Regions from separate parts of the Sus scrofa genome. Here region 1 is linked to region 2. A link is a contact called in public targeted proximity ligation data. All regions are on one chromosome and are shown on one strand. The core of a region is the stretch at or near the end of the contact, and the rest is flanking DNA. Distances in the headings are between cores, read along the strand shown.

Region 1 (7,663 bases), core at 2,141-4,640, 560 kb before region 2:
ACAGCTGGGAGCAAGGGAGCCCCGCAGCCTTGGCCAGAGATAAGCCCCTCGACTGCACAGAGGTCCTCGTGAGTTTCCCCCTTTACTTTTTCAAGGGTTTGAAGGAGAAAGTGTTATTGCATCCTTGGTGTGATGATAAAAGGCATCGAGATTTAATCCACAGATTGACAAAATGGAGCAGACCGAAGTATCTGCTTGGAGCTGAGAACCCCCAGGAATGTCCGAAGTACCATTTAATAAGGAGCACTCAGAGCTGATTTGCTTTCTGAAATGTCACCGTACAGAGAAGCTTCCACCAACACTCTCAGCCAGGTATGCCCGGGCTGGAGACAGCCCTCGGGTCCTGGACAGGCCGCCAAGTTCTATAAATCAGTGCTAAGTCATGTAGTCAGATGTCTCCATGGTGTTTGCACGATACCATCCCAGGAATCCAGCCCGGGATTTTCCTGCAAGCTGCAGGGGGTTTGGGTTTCCCAGAAAACTCACTGTCCCCTCAGCTCCTCCCCTGTAAGTGCCAGAGACATCACCATCATCATCGTCTTTTATTGAGTGCCTACTATGTGTGAGGTGCTTTACAGATATTATTGTTAATCTTCTCAACAATCCCATCCCATCGGATAGGCATTATTACCTCAATTTTATAGACAATGGAATTGAGACATGGTGTGATCAAATCACTTGCCAGAGGCATAAAATTAGTAAGTTAGAAACTAGATGTCCCTCCCTCCTTCCTGTGATTCCTTTCAGCTTCTAACTTTCCACTTGTGTGTGTGTGTGTGTGTGTGCGCGCGCGCGCACGTGCATGCACGTGTACTTGTGTGCAAGTGAGTGAGAGATAAAGGTATTTTTTGAGTTTGTTTCTTAACTTGCATGTATTTGCTGGCACTGGTTTATTTCACAAATGTTTCTCTCCACCAACATGCCAAAAATTACATATCTTAGTTCTTAATTGTTTCTGACATAAGTGACTCTTAGCCAAAGTGGAAACTGAATCGAAAAATAATGGTAATTTTTGAGGCTAAAATTCTGGCTAGAAAGCAAAGTGAGACTTCTGGTCTCAGGATGACAGAAAAGCTCATACGTAAGTTAGGATCAACCTAAGAGCGGCATTAAAGGAACAACAAACAAATGTCAAAAGTCCCTTACGTCACGCCCGGCAGAGCCCACGCTCAGACCCTTTGATTCCACTGCTTCCCTGACACGTGGGGAACCATCACTGGGTCTTAGCATTCCAGGCCCCATATTCAAGAGGTTGACTTTGTGTTTAGCTAGCCCCAATCACTGTATATACTGCATCCCTGTCTCTCCCTCTTTCTTTCTTCGATAGATAGACATCCAAAGCCAGGCACCACGCTAGAGAGCCCCAGGAAATAATGAACACAACTAGCATGGTCCTTGCAGTCCCTGGGGGGAAGAGACCCACAGACACTAAGATGTAATCAGGAAAGCAGAGGGTGCTCAGGGGGACAGATTTGGTCAGCGAAGGCTTCCTCCACCAAAATACACCTGAGACCTGAAGGACCAGGTAACACTAGCCGCGTCGGAGCACAGAGTCTGAAAAGTCTGGAAAAGGCCAGAGAGGGAAAGGCTCGGCTTAGCTGGCTGTCTCATTCTGTCTGTTCACCACTGGTACGTGAGTGTGGCAGAGGGTCTAACAGGTTCGCTTTTAACTTTTTAAATGAAGAAGTATCAGAATTCAAGGCATATCAGAATTCCTGTGGTCTCTAAGAATGTCACAAAAACACTGACGCAAGAGAGGTCCACAGAGGAAGCATAAGCTTGGAACCTGCCTTGGGAGGAATGGAATACCAGTTTTCTGGAAGGAGCTTGGGGCCCACAAGGGAGAGACTGTGTGGCAAGGTTTCATTCTGAACCGCATGGGGCTACTCTCAGCACGTCAGGCTGCGTCTAATTTAGGGCTGTGACTACGACCTCTGCCACAGAAGACGACTAGAAAAACAGCCCCAGGTTGACCTTGGGGATAAGAGCGGCGGTGATTCAGGCATGAAATCAGATTTAGCTTATGACAGCTCCTTGTAGCCACTGATCATCATAAAGAAATTCTAGTTCAGGATACGAAGCCTTCAGGGACAGCACCTGAGGCGTTAGACACACTCAGTGTTTGAGCTCTGGTCTGAGTCCAGGGGCAGAGTCAGGACGAGGCGGACCAGCTTTCGGTTTATCGAGGTTTCCAACACACAGCCTGTTACTAAGGGTCTAATCATATAAGAAGCTCAATATTAACACAAGGCTCAGGCAGGGCTTCAAAGTCAATGTTATTAAGAACCTTTCCTAGTTGTCCAAGTTCACCATTTCATGAATTTCTTTTCCTTCCTCTTCCTCTCCCTCCCTTCTCCGTTAAAATAACATAAAAATGTATCTCATAAGTTGAATGCTTCGTATGTGCCACACGTTATAAAGGAGCTATAAGGCACTCTCGAGCTCACAGTTCACGTGACTGCTCTCTGGAGTCAAATTTACGCTGTGGAGTAAATTCATCTCTAATTTCACTGAATTTAGAGATGAGGAAACTGAGATGGATAATGAATATGTTCATTGCAAGTGGACACACAGACAGTCACGCCAACCTGAACTGGGATTTAAACCCATTCTTGTCTGAAATCTCATGTCTGCGCTATTAACATCTGTGGCTGAGCAATTAAAATATACATGCTGGCCGCACTGCCTGCCTGCTGTCCCAGGTGCTTCCTCCACTAGAAGCCAGGGACCAGCTTTCCCAGTTCTTCTCTCTGCGGATGCACTAAGCAATGCGTGGAGCACATGGTAGGATGTCAGTAAATGGGAGGCCTGGTCTCAATTTACCCCTGCCATACAAACTGCAGGATTTTGCACCATTCTGCAGCTCACCTTCTAAGGACAGGTCTTGCTCCCATTACAGGCCTGAGCACCCATTCCAGAGAGCTCCCTGTCCCTGGGACAATAGGGACAAGGGAAGGGAAAGCCATAAATTAGGCCAGGGGAGCGAGGCAGGGGAACATAGATACAAACTGCTGACAAGATTAATATGCAGTTGACGGGGAGCGCTTTCACACCCGAGTGCCAACAAATAAACACAATTCAGAAAGCTCATCCCTGCCTTACCGAGGAGGCAGATTCCGAGCCAAAGAAAGGGAGCAAATGAGCAAGAGAAAGAGAAAGAGAGGCATGCGTGTGCATGGGCCTGGTTTGCCAGGAATTCCTCCGACACCAGCAGATGGCTGAGGGGTGACAGAAGCAGCAGGCCCTGTGATTATACATTTTCTGACCTAAACCAGGCCAAGGAGAGGCAGGGCCGGGCCCTGCAGGGGAGGTAGGTTTGAGGACATGGAGTGCATGCTGAAACTTAGTGCCTTTTCTGGGCACAGCCTGCCCTGTGCTGCCAGCTAAGGCAGGTGTCATTTCTCACAGGAGTCAGCAGACCTGCGGGCCTTTGGCTGGACTCCGATAGGCTGTGTCACTCCCTGTGGTAATGAATGGGACCTCGGCAGGCTCCGGCTGCTTCAGAGATGGGAACCAATTCTTCCTTTTTTTTTTTTTTTTTTTTTAAATGAGGTTGAACCATATGAGACTGCCGTTTTTGAAGGTCAGGAGTGCGTGAATATTAGCAGTTTCAAGGGGTTCATGATAAGAGTGAAGGCTTTCACACCCAGGCGTCGATTTTAAAATTGAGGCTCTTACCTACCATGCTACAGAGTATTGCCAGGTAATTCTTGCTTGAACATAAAATCCAGACATTGAGCTGGCCTAAAGGATATTTCACGATCTGACCTTTGCTTAGCTGGCTAGTTGCTCTCTCTGCAGCAAAATTCAACTTTTGGCCACTCAGCTGTTACCTTCAGGTTACTGATTCTTTGTGTGTAGTCTTTCCTCTTCCTGGAATCCTCACCTCCCCCTCTTTTCTTCCTGATGTATCATTCCATCCTTCAGGCCTTCACCGTCATAGCGGTTACTGTGCTCTACTGGAACCCCTGGGCAGTGAGCAACTGTTAGTCTTGTGCCCTACTGCTTAGCATCTAGTTAAATGCCTGGCACACAGATGGAGGGATGAATGAATGATTGAGTGACTGAATTACATGTATCACCACCCCCTCCCCCAAACACACACCTTCTTTCTATGGCTAACTTGCTATTCCAAATTAAATAATTCTCTGTCTCACCACATGGATGTCCAGTTTCAGAAAAACTTCTTGACTTTGGCTAGTACTCTGCTATAGAGTTTGGTGATGCACAGACTGTAAGCCAGGAGAACAAGTTAGAAAATTCAAGAACATTAAACATACCCTGAGGACCTAGCTCAGCTCTAGGTTTTGCATACAGTACAGTAAGTTTCTCATTTTTGTGTTCGGTTTATCCTGTGGAGCCTGGCTTTCATTGGCAGAATTTTCCAGAAGTATCACTAACATAAATAAACAAAGCCCCTTGGAGGCACTTATCACTAATGTAAACAAATAAAGCCTTTAGAGGCACTAGCTACAGATTCTGATGCTGGTTATAGATACTGGAGCTGTTACTGCTGGTGATTGGGAAAGCTCAAATTATTGCATAAGCTTTGCTTAGTTGGATTTACATAATAGTCTTCCCCTGAAGAGAAAGTTATGGAAGAAAATGGCTTCTCAGCAGTGAATCTTTTTGAAGGATTAAATTTGAACCCTCCTGTTTCTGCTAAAGCATGTTGTGCTGTGTAGACAGAAGATTCTGTAAACTACACGTGCTATACAAACATTCGTCGAAATTGGGCAAAGGAGGTGATAATGAGCTCCCTGACAGCAGAAGCCCAGGATCAGATGCTGGGTATTATCTGTCAGGCATGTTGGAAAAAGCACCTCTGGAATAAACCAATTCTAAGAGCCCCTTCAACCCAAGATTTTATAATTCTATAGTTATAAGTTCTACACCCACCCATTTGGGCTATTAGCTTGGTATATAATTTTAATGTAAATATACATATACACATCAATTTAAATAGACTCATATTTAATGCTATTTGCAAACTATTTTGATCACAATATATCATGAACGTATTATCATGTCAGTCTATTTATTCTATAACTTTGTTCTTAATGGATTTATAGTATCCAATATATTTCATAATTTAACCAAGATCCTGATTTTTTTTTTTTTGTATGTGTGTATTCTTTAGGGCTGCATCTGTGGCATATGGAAGATCCAGGCTAGGAATCCAATCCATCCTGGATGCAGCCGCCATCCTATGCCAGAGCCACAGCAACGTGGGATCCAAGCTGCGTCTACAACGTATGCCACAGCTCATGGCACTGCTAGAGCCTAATCCACTGAGCAAAGCCAGGGACTGAACCCACATCCTCATGGATACTAGTTGGGTTCATAACCTGCTGAGCCACAAAGGGAACTCCCTAAAATCCTGATTTTTAACAGAAGGGTTTTCCCCCTTACTTGTTAATATTATCAATAGCATCAATGAATACCTCTGCCTAAATTTTGTGAATGTCTTTATTTTTTTTAATTTAAACTGTAAAGTCAAGGTATGTCACTTTTCCAGGATTTTGATGACTACTGAGAGATGGCCCTTCAGAAAGATGGTACAATTTAGATCCCACCAGCAATCATACTGTGACTCTTGACCATGACTTTCTGGCAATAGAAATCTGTCACATGAGACATCCCAGGAGATTGGGTTGCCTGTGTCTGATCCTCTCTAGAACAGGCTCTCCTCCTACAGTAGAAGAGAATTAAAGGAAGGCAGGAAACACACTCAGTAATTAAATGCACGGGTGTAAGAGTTAGACTTTGGTTCAAACTCTGACTTCACCATCTACTAGTTCAACAACTTTAAGTTACTTAACCTCTCCTAACTGGTTTCCTTGTCTGTAAAAGGACAGATTCAACTTTGCAGGGTGTTTCTGTCTTTTTGTTCTTTCACGAAGTAGATACATATAAAGGACTTAACGCGGCAGACAAATAGTAGCTGTTTTTTAACCATTAGCCAATATTTTATTATACTACGTCTAGTCACTTATTCTTCACAACAACTCTTTCTCCTAACTGAACCATGCATGAGCTGGGACAAGAAGGGAGAAAGGGAGAGGAAGGACTCAGGCTGTTCCAGAAAAGGGTTTTTAGGGTGTGGAAATATGTCTTTATCTTGTTGGGCAGCCTTTCCCCTTTGAGCCCTACCTTTCCCTCTAGAATTCGCAGCAGTTGGGGAAAGCCCTCCACCTGCCAGTGTCACTTGGGGTTTCACTGCTTTTGCAAGCTTTCTGCCTGTCGCCTCTCCTTGCTCTAAAGGCAGCTCTGCTGACCTTGAGGGTCCAGGACATAGTGTTGATCCCAGGAAAGACAGTAATAGTTTTGTTGACAGATACTTTTCAACAGCTGTATGGTATCTGGGAGGCTGAGAGAAGAGGTGGGAGGAGAGTGACTCAGGGTTAACCCCTTCTTGGCCCCAACAGTGTTCCCTTCATAAGAAACCCTTGGAATGATGGAATTTCCTTTGACTTTCAGAGCTGTTTTTTGTTTGTTTGTTTGTTTGTTTGTTTAAACAGACGCCCAGTCATTTTCTTACAAAAGCAAAGTAATGGCTAAGGTTCAGAAACACAACACAAAATTTTTAAAGCATTTGAAAGCACTATTCTTGGGAGAATACAGAATAAGGGGCCACTTTGAGAACGAGAGGATCCTGAAATGCCCTGGGATTCTACCATTGCACCTTCAAGGCATCTTTGACCTGCAGAGGATGAGATATGAGTCCTAAATTTAGAAGAGTGAGCATAATTTATTTTGTTAAATTTCATTCCAGTTTTCATAGTAGATAATATTCACATGTGGTTCCTATAGTCATTTTCCTATTTATTACTCATAATGTATGTGCGATCATAGCCAAGGCTGCTTTTAAAAAATTATTAAAGTGCTTTAAGTGCATGACATTTCAAGTGCTAATCCAGTGGGACCTTTTATAATGTTGAGGGATAAGACTAACAACAGCTTGCAAGCTGACTCTGGTGTCAGACTTTACCTTTGGGCTCTGTTTATTTTAAGGGCAAATATATCTAGAATGTCTGAGTCAGTGTAGTAAACAAGATATACAATGATGAGATTCTACAGAAAATTAGTCTATTTCATCGCAAAAATTCATCAGTGAGACTACAACTATATTCATTTTGTTTCTATACACATTCACTAAGAATTTATGGAAATACACAACTTAGGCATTCTAGGGAGCACTAAGTGCTAGTCACCTGTTAGGAGCTCTGCCTTTGAGAAACTGCTCCCCAGAGATGGAGCCCAAATTATCTGGAACTAAGTGTAACACAAGGCAGAAAGTGATGATTCTCAAATAGATAACAAACAATGGGAGGTCTTAGGTGGCTGAGGTCTCAAAGAGGAAATACTATAATTTAGGCTTTGTTATGGGTTTGACTCCATGCTCTGTTCCTTTTTAGCTAGGTAACTTACATACTGTGATTTCTCTGGTCATTTGCCTTACCTGAAAAATGGGCATACCTAACTTACGGTACATTGGTGAAATTGCATGTGTAAAACTTTTAGTGCTATGCATAGCACAGTGCAGATACTCACCAAATGACAGTTAACAGTGGTAGGAGAATTTAAAGGGGGGCTGGTACTAGACATTGGAGAGATGTAAGACTGGAGCTGGACTAGACAGGAGGAGTGCACATTCCAGGGG
Region 2 (7,605 bases), core at 1,491-3,990:
TTAAATCAACATTAATACAAAAATCAGTGATGAGCAAAATATCAAAATACCAAATAGACAGCAGTATGAACTGAATGTTTGCATCCCCAACAAAATGTATATGTTAAAGCTCTAACCCTAATGTGATGCTATTGGGAAATGAGGTCTTTGGGAGGTTAGATGAGTTCATGAGGATGGGGCCCTCATAATGGGATTAGTGCCCTTATAAGAAGGGACACCAGAGAGCCAGCCCTCTCTCTGTCTCTGTCTCTCTCCACCCTATGAGAAAACACGATGAGAAGGCACCAATCTGTAAGCCAGGAAAGGAGCTCTCACTAGAATCCAACACTGCTGGATAGACTTTAACCTCGTACTTCTCAGCCTCCAGAACTGTGAGAAATAAATGTCTGTGGTTTAAGCCACCCAATCTATGATATTTTGTTATGGCAGCCCGAGCCAACTAAGATAAGAAAAGATTGGTGTTACTAGCCTTTCCTTTTGCCTCAGGCTCCACTATCACTCCAATATTTTGATATCTAGTTCACTATGGATTTTTTCCACTTTAACTTCACTTTTTAAAATATTGTAGTCAAGTATTATTTATCTTGATTAGTGCAGTAATCACCCTCCATGAGTGATTAGTTTCTCGCCCCAGTCCTGGCCTTGCCATAGGACCGTCTAGGGCTTCACTCTGCTCCCCCAATATCCTCACATACCACTACCAGTGGCCCTCCAACACACACCACAACAAAGTAGCCAAGGCCTCATAGCTCCAGCCTGCGTTTTACGGATAGCTTGCCTTGTCAGGCAATGCGGATGTGCTCACCAACACCCTGCCAGCTCCACCAGGCCAGCCCTGCCTCTTCTGCTTTCCAATGACCTGGTTCTAACCAGGGAAATATTAAACAGAGGTCCCACCCTAGGAGAAGCAAAGACAGAAATTGGGATAGAGAGATGGCAAATTGATTCCAGGGTGGGTAGAAAACCATGACTGGTGTCCCCGTATTATAAATACTACTGAACAGAGTGTCAAACACAGAGAAAGGAAGTCTTAACAATCACCAAAAAGTATAACATCTTCCATTTACACAATGGGAAATATAGTGCAAATTCTGGTAATCTTCCCTGAAGGAGAAGGTGGGATGAGGCAGAGAAGGAGGAGTTGGAGTAGAGGAAAGAAGGTCGACAATTAGGTACCTGTTCTGCATCAGGAGCTGGGCTAGGTGCTGGCCACATTACCTCACTGAATCCTCCCAACTCCGAATGCTGGGGGATACACTCTAGCCCCATGCCAGAAAGCTTTCAGCCAAGAAGCTTTGCAGAGTCAGTACTTAGACCATCAGCTCTCCCTGTTGGAAGGCAGAAGACTGTGGCTTGCCAGGTGTGCAAGGCTTCTGCATCTGAATGTGAAATGGACGAGGTGTCTCAGGCTGGTGCCTGAGAGATGATGGTCCTTGATATTTCCAGTACCTGACCTCTGTCAGCACGGTGGGGGCTCCAGTCTCTGCAGCTGGAAAAAAAGCACACCATCCCTGCCAAGCTGAGCGGAGCCCTCCCTGGAGTTACTGCTGCTAGAGCACCTGCTGCATTACTACTGTGTTTTCCCCGTCTCCCCAAATCACCTTAACATTCTGAGCACCAGCAAAATATAGAGATTTGTTCTTCCAACCGTGTCAGTCCTACTTCCGTCTAATTCATTATTATTAACTAGAGAGTGAATGCAGTCTGGGGTGCTGTGAGACCTACGCATGGGCCAAAGGAGAAAGAGATGAAATCTCACTTCCAAACCAGAAGAAGCAGAAATATCTTCAATAAATTCAACACATCCAAAACACTCTGATTAAAACTTCTGTTAGGAGCCAATTTCTCCTCCTTGTTCGGATACCTGGAATACATTGCCTTGGGGCTGAGTGGAGAGGCACACTTCCTGCAGCTTCCCAGAGAGGAGAAGCCTTGGAGAGAAACCAGTTTCTCTGCATCTCTCCTGCACTCCAGGAAAAGACCCAGCAATTCAGAGACTGGCAAGAACAAGTGCAGCCCCGGAGGCTAACTGAAGAGGCCCAGGAACAAAACAAAACTTGAAGTGAGAGAGAAAAACAAAGAAGAGAAAAGAGGGAAGGCAGAGCAAGGGAAAAGATTGTCTGGCAGGAGCTGGTGGGTTTGAGTGAGGCAAGATGGGGACCCCTGAACTATTTCTGCCTCTGCTTTTGGCCACTTCTCCATCTTGCTGTGTTTATGGGCCTGACGTGACTTTCCACCCAAGTACACGAGGCTCGCACTGGAAAACTTGCCACCTTCCACACAGCTCAGGTTTCATCTAATTCACACCAGAAAGCTCTAGTTTCAAGAGCCCAATGCATTTTTGCAACTGGATGGAAAGAGTGATGCAAATCAGACCCAGAGAGCACCTGCAACTCTTCACTGCACTTGCACCTTCATCCCTGCTACCAGCTCTCCCATCTTTGAGGTAAGTGACTTGCTAGCCAGACTCCATGCCTGAGTTTCTTTGGGCTTTGGTGTCCACAGCTGTCAGCTTCCCAAGACCCTAGAAGAGCCAGTCCCGACAAGAATCAAAGGTTACATAACAAGGTGGGGTGACCAGGAGGCCAAACTGGAGAATGAAAGGAAGGGTGCAGGAAGGCATGCCAGGGCAGGACGCGCAGGGTTGTCATTTATAGGACATGACACAGCCTCCCGAGCAGGCTAGCGTGTGAGCCGGCAGAGTTTCCCTCGGGATCAGGCCTTGGTGTTCTGAAGCTGAGTGGGTATGAGCAAATAGGGACAAGTGGCCATTCTGACTCAACGCTACCAAATGTCTGCCACTCATTGCTTTGAAGGGAGGAGAGCGGGCAGAAACCAAGATGTGATCAACGCACAAGTGGCTGGAAGTACAATTTGGTCATCCTGGGCTTGGGCCAGCCCATCCTCTTGGCGTGAGGGAGGAACAATTTGTTACTGCTGCTGTCATGGACACAGGGCAGCCATAGCCAGAGACCTGCAGGTACCAGTAGCAGCAGAGACTGGGAACAGAAGAAGGGGGTGGCCGTGGTCCTGGGCTCTGGGGGCAGTAGGAGAGCAGCAGCTCACAGGCACCAGGAATTCATGCAAGGTCTTCCTTCATCCAGGCTCTGGTAGGAATCAGAAGATTAAAAACAACTTCCTGGCTCTTTCTCAAGCCAAGCTGGGTCAGGCGTTCCTGCTCTGTACAGAACACACACTCCGTCAAAACACTTATCCTGTATCACATTCATCTGCTTGCATATCTGTCTTCGTGAGAACAGGGACTGTGTGTATTCACATTTTCCTTCCAGCACCTAGCAGCCTGTCTGCCTAAGATAATGCTTGTGAAATGGTGAATGAACTACTCTAGGATTAAAGTGGGATTCACTCCCTCCACTGAAACTGAAGGGGTGCTGCTGTGTCGTAGAGCAGTCTCCATGCGGGCACTGTACAGCTGGCATAAGGCAGCCGCTTTCGCTAGGGCAAAGGAGCATCACTCCCGGCTTACTCGTCACAGCCGTGTGACCTAACCTATCCTAACTCATCTCTGAGCTCCCCTTTCTCTTTCCCCATTCCACCCTTCATCATCTTACTTATTACTGCTACATGGATCTTCCCAAGGCATAGCCCTTGATGGTGAAACATCTGCTAAGGTTAATTGATTCACTAACTACAGATGCCTTTGTGTAATTCTTTTAACAGACCTCAATAGATAAGAACATTGAAGTCAAGAGGAGTTAAGCAACCTGCTCAAGTTTTCAGGGCCAGTAAGGGACAAAAATCACAATTCAAAGCCAGCCAAAGCTTATAACCACTATCCTTGAAATCTCGCATAGTACCTCTTCATTTACCCTTTGTGTCTAGCTTTTAAAGTCCTTACCACAGAGACCATTCCTCACTCATCTACACACACTCAGTGTTCAATGAATAGTTGCTGAATTTAATTGAATGGGCTATTTGTCTTAGGCCTCTTGTAAAAACAACCTACAGAGCCTACGCGTGGGTCAAGAAGGCAGAGCACTGGACTGAACGAGCAGCCCCGGATCACAACTGCTCACAGCCATTCTTTGGAGAAAGGTGGGAACCGTCGTGTAGGAATCATGCTCTGGGTCGCCCTCCAGGCCTTTCCAGTGGTTCCACCTCTTTCTACTACAGGAAGGGATAAACACCCTTCATATATTTCCTCTCGCCCCTGACTGCAAGGAAAACAGTAACACTAATTAGTTATAACAGGGTGTTCATTTCACACAGTTCTCAGCAGGTTGCCCTGCTGTTCTTTGAAATGGTCTGGAAACAGCCTTGATTTTAAACATCTGAAGATAATTGAACCAAAGTTGCACCCAGAAACCCTGAGTGACATGCCTTTTATTCTCTCCCTCACTAACAAGAACTGTTTGCTGCCATTTCTTATTGACTCAACACCTTGAAAGCCTCCGGCCCTGATGACTTGCACCCCAGGATCCTAAAAGAATAAGTTAAAGTAATGATTGGTAATAAATGGAGGAGCAGGGACGCCTGAGAGATTAAACAAAACCCGATGCCTGTTTAAAGGGAAGAAGAAATTGCCCTACAGCCCTATAAACTTAATTTCAGTACCTGGGAAAAAATAGGGAAGTTGCAGGGCGAGCTGAAAAGAATTTATGACAAGATCAATTTGCAAACGTTTTTCAAAGACAAGGATATTAGTTAACAAAGATGGAAACATTTTCTAATATCTTGTTGGCAAGTGGGTGGGAAAATAGGCTGTCATGCCCTGTGGGTGGAAGTGTAAATTGCACAACCTTTTTCGGGGGGCAATTTGGGAACATCCATCAAAATTTTAAATGACCTAACGTCAACTGTACAGCTCTACTTCTAGACTTTATTCCATAAATGCTACAACAGGACTGCCCCCCAAATACTCAAGGAGCTTTATTTATAGAACCAAATCCCTGAAAACCTAGAGGCCCAGTACAATAATTTGGATAAAATTTATGATGGATCCACAAATACAGAATACTATGGGACTTTTAAAACAGCAGGAAGGAGGGAAGCTGTATGTCTAATTAACCATCTCCAGTATAACAGTTTGAACCTAACTTCATAAAGTCCGAAGTACTGTGTGTGTTACAGCACAATTTGTGTTTTCATGTTAATGGTTTGTATATACACAAATGTAAATGTGTGTGTATAATGATTCATAGACATCATTCATATAATGACTCATAGACATCATACCTATATCTAGAATGATGCAAAGCAAAATGGTGACAGGGATGGATCCAGGGAGGCCAGGAGTCTGGGAGACTAGGAGACGAGGGATGGGAGATTACATTTTCACTTTAGGCTTTTCAGTGATTCCTCTTCAGGCTATTTAATTTTTTTAACATGCAGACAAATTATTTGAGTTTTTGCAAATTCATAAGCAAAAGAGAAGAATAAGTCCCAACCATCACAGCCTATTACAGAACAGAATCTTGCAGGATAACATGATCGTCTAAGACGCAGAGGTGGGCAGGAGTGTAACAGGAAAAGTACAGAACCTACTTTGTGATTCTTGAGGCTTTGATTCAGGAAAACCTACAAACACAAGAGGGTTGACCCTGTGATACTTACGATGTCAACCTTCAAATACAAACTCACCGAATACCAAGGGATACAGACGGACAACAACTGCTCACTAAGCTACACATTTATTTTGTAAGGAATCTGCAAGTGATCAACACGATGTTAACCAGTATGTTTGTTTAATATTGTTTGGATTGAGTCAAGCCTCTCACTGGATCATTTCAAAACTAAAGGACCAAAAATGACCCCATGATTGGTGGTCATTCCAGATTTCATAGTGGTAGGAATACTGGGTAAAAATGAAAGAAATGACCTGTACGTGGAAGGATTATTAGGCGATACTTCAATCAAGATAACTTCAAAGAATGTGTTTACCACCATCTAGCTCAGGGCTTATGTTCTCCATATGCTTGACAGACATAGCTGTAGTCCATCAAAACAGCAGCTCATCGGCCAAGTCCATGGATCCTATCCATCAGAGAAGTGAAAGAGAGGGACTAGTGGAAGATAAAATAGACAAAGCGGTTGTTTAAAGCCATGTAGACAAAGGAAAAGGTTAACCAAAAGGTGCACTTTCAAACTTGGGTGATACTGAACGTGGTGTTTCATTCAGGTCTACATAGCATTCTAAGAGTTGCAAATGCTGGGCAGAGCTCCCTGAGTTAACCTGCATAAAATTAAATTTAATTCTAATTTAATTCACTTCCAGAATGGTATTCTGTTGCCAATGTAAAAACCCTGAAGGGGTTTCCTTTTCCGTGACCTCTGTAAAATAACAAGTTGTATTTGCCACAACCAGGAAAACATCCTGAGCCTCATTTGCCTAGGGAGGCTGTCATCAGATCTTAACTTACTGCCCTGCGTTATTTCAATAGCCACAAGTCATTCCTATTAAAACAAAAAGTAATTTTCTGTCCTTGCTACAATAATGAATGTTCCCAGTTATGACATTTATTCAGGTGCTGGCAGAACTGTTACAATAGCTTTAAAAAATACAAGGTCCAGAGCACTCATTTAATCTGCCAAACATGCATTAATCAGTCCCTTGTCTCCCAGGCATTCTGAAGAAAAAGGTGGTATTGAACAGTAGTTTCCATACCTGTTGCCTTTCAAAGTCTTCTGAATTTTTTTCCTTTAAAAAAAATACTTTGTACAGAGCTGTATTTATTTAGTTATTTACTTCATCTTTTTAGGGCTGCACCTGCAGCACATGGAAGTTCCCAGGCTTGGGGTCAAATCGGAACTGAGCTGCAGCTGTCAGCCTACACCACAGGCACAGCAATGCCAGATCTTAGCCTCATCTGTGACCTATACCACAGCTCACAGAACTACTGGATCCCTAGCCCACTGAGCAAGGCCAGAGATTGAGCTCAAGTCCTCATGGATACTAGTTGGATTCATTAACCACTGAGTCATAATGCGAACTCCCTGAGAATTTTTCTCAAACACAGACTTCACCCTCTCCTCCCTATTCAGATCTGAAAGGAGCATTTGGACTGGGGCCCCAGAAACCCTCCTGGTAACTCACCTTTCAGGTGCATCAAGCTTAGCATAGAACCTCCTTTGGTGTATGGTGTCATTAAAAGACCCAGGTAGGCACATCAGAGGAGAAAAGTTGATGGCAGTGCGGGCTTAACAGTTTCTGGAGAAATCAAAGAAAGCTGAGTACGGACTAACTAAAACGATATCAAGAAATTAGTATCAATCACGTTATATGTGATGATGGTGCTGGATTTAGGTCAGAAAATGACCCTTCTTTGAGGTCTGCTCCAGGACTGAAGTAGTTTGGGATGAAATAAGCTAATGTCTGAGGTTTGCTTTAGAATGCTCCAGCAAAAAAAAGTAAAAAGAGAGAAGGGGACAAGCAAAGATATTGACGGCGTTGAAGGTTGGGTGATGGGCTCAAGAAGGTTCATGGTACTTTCACGCTGAGCAATTTTCATAATAAAACGTCTCTTAATTGTCCAAAAGACAACAGTAATAACCAGAACGCATCTCCGCCACACAAGGCTATTTTCTACCTGCTCCTTCAGTCAATAGGGCCCACATCTTTGCGAAATGGAAAGAGCTCAATCTGTG

What was found.
Region 1: a contact with region 2 is called in a targeted proximity ligation map of skeletal muscle. A contact is called at or near these places in 1 of 47 Hi-C or Micro-C datasets (skeletal muscle) and 1 of 2 datasets of targeted methods (skeletal muscle).

The regions. Positions count from the first base shown.
Region 1 is chr4:102,499,363-102,507,025 of Sscrofa11.1, reverse strand. The region is part of intron 3 of LOC110260334 (a long non-coding RNA gene); the gene reads right to left. Among named protein-coding and RNA genes, the nearest start is that of SPAG17, 93 kb to the left of the region's middle.
Region 2 is chr4:101,939,391-101,946,995 of Sscrofa11.1, reverse strand. All of the region lies in intron 2 of TBX15 (T-box transcription factor TBX15), which reads right to left. Among named protein-coding and RNA genes, the nearest start is that of TBX15, 24 kb to the right of the region's middle.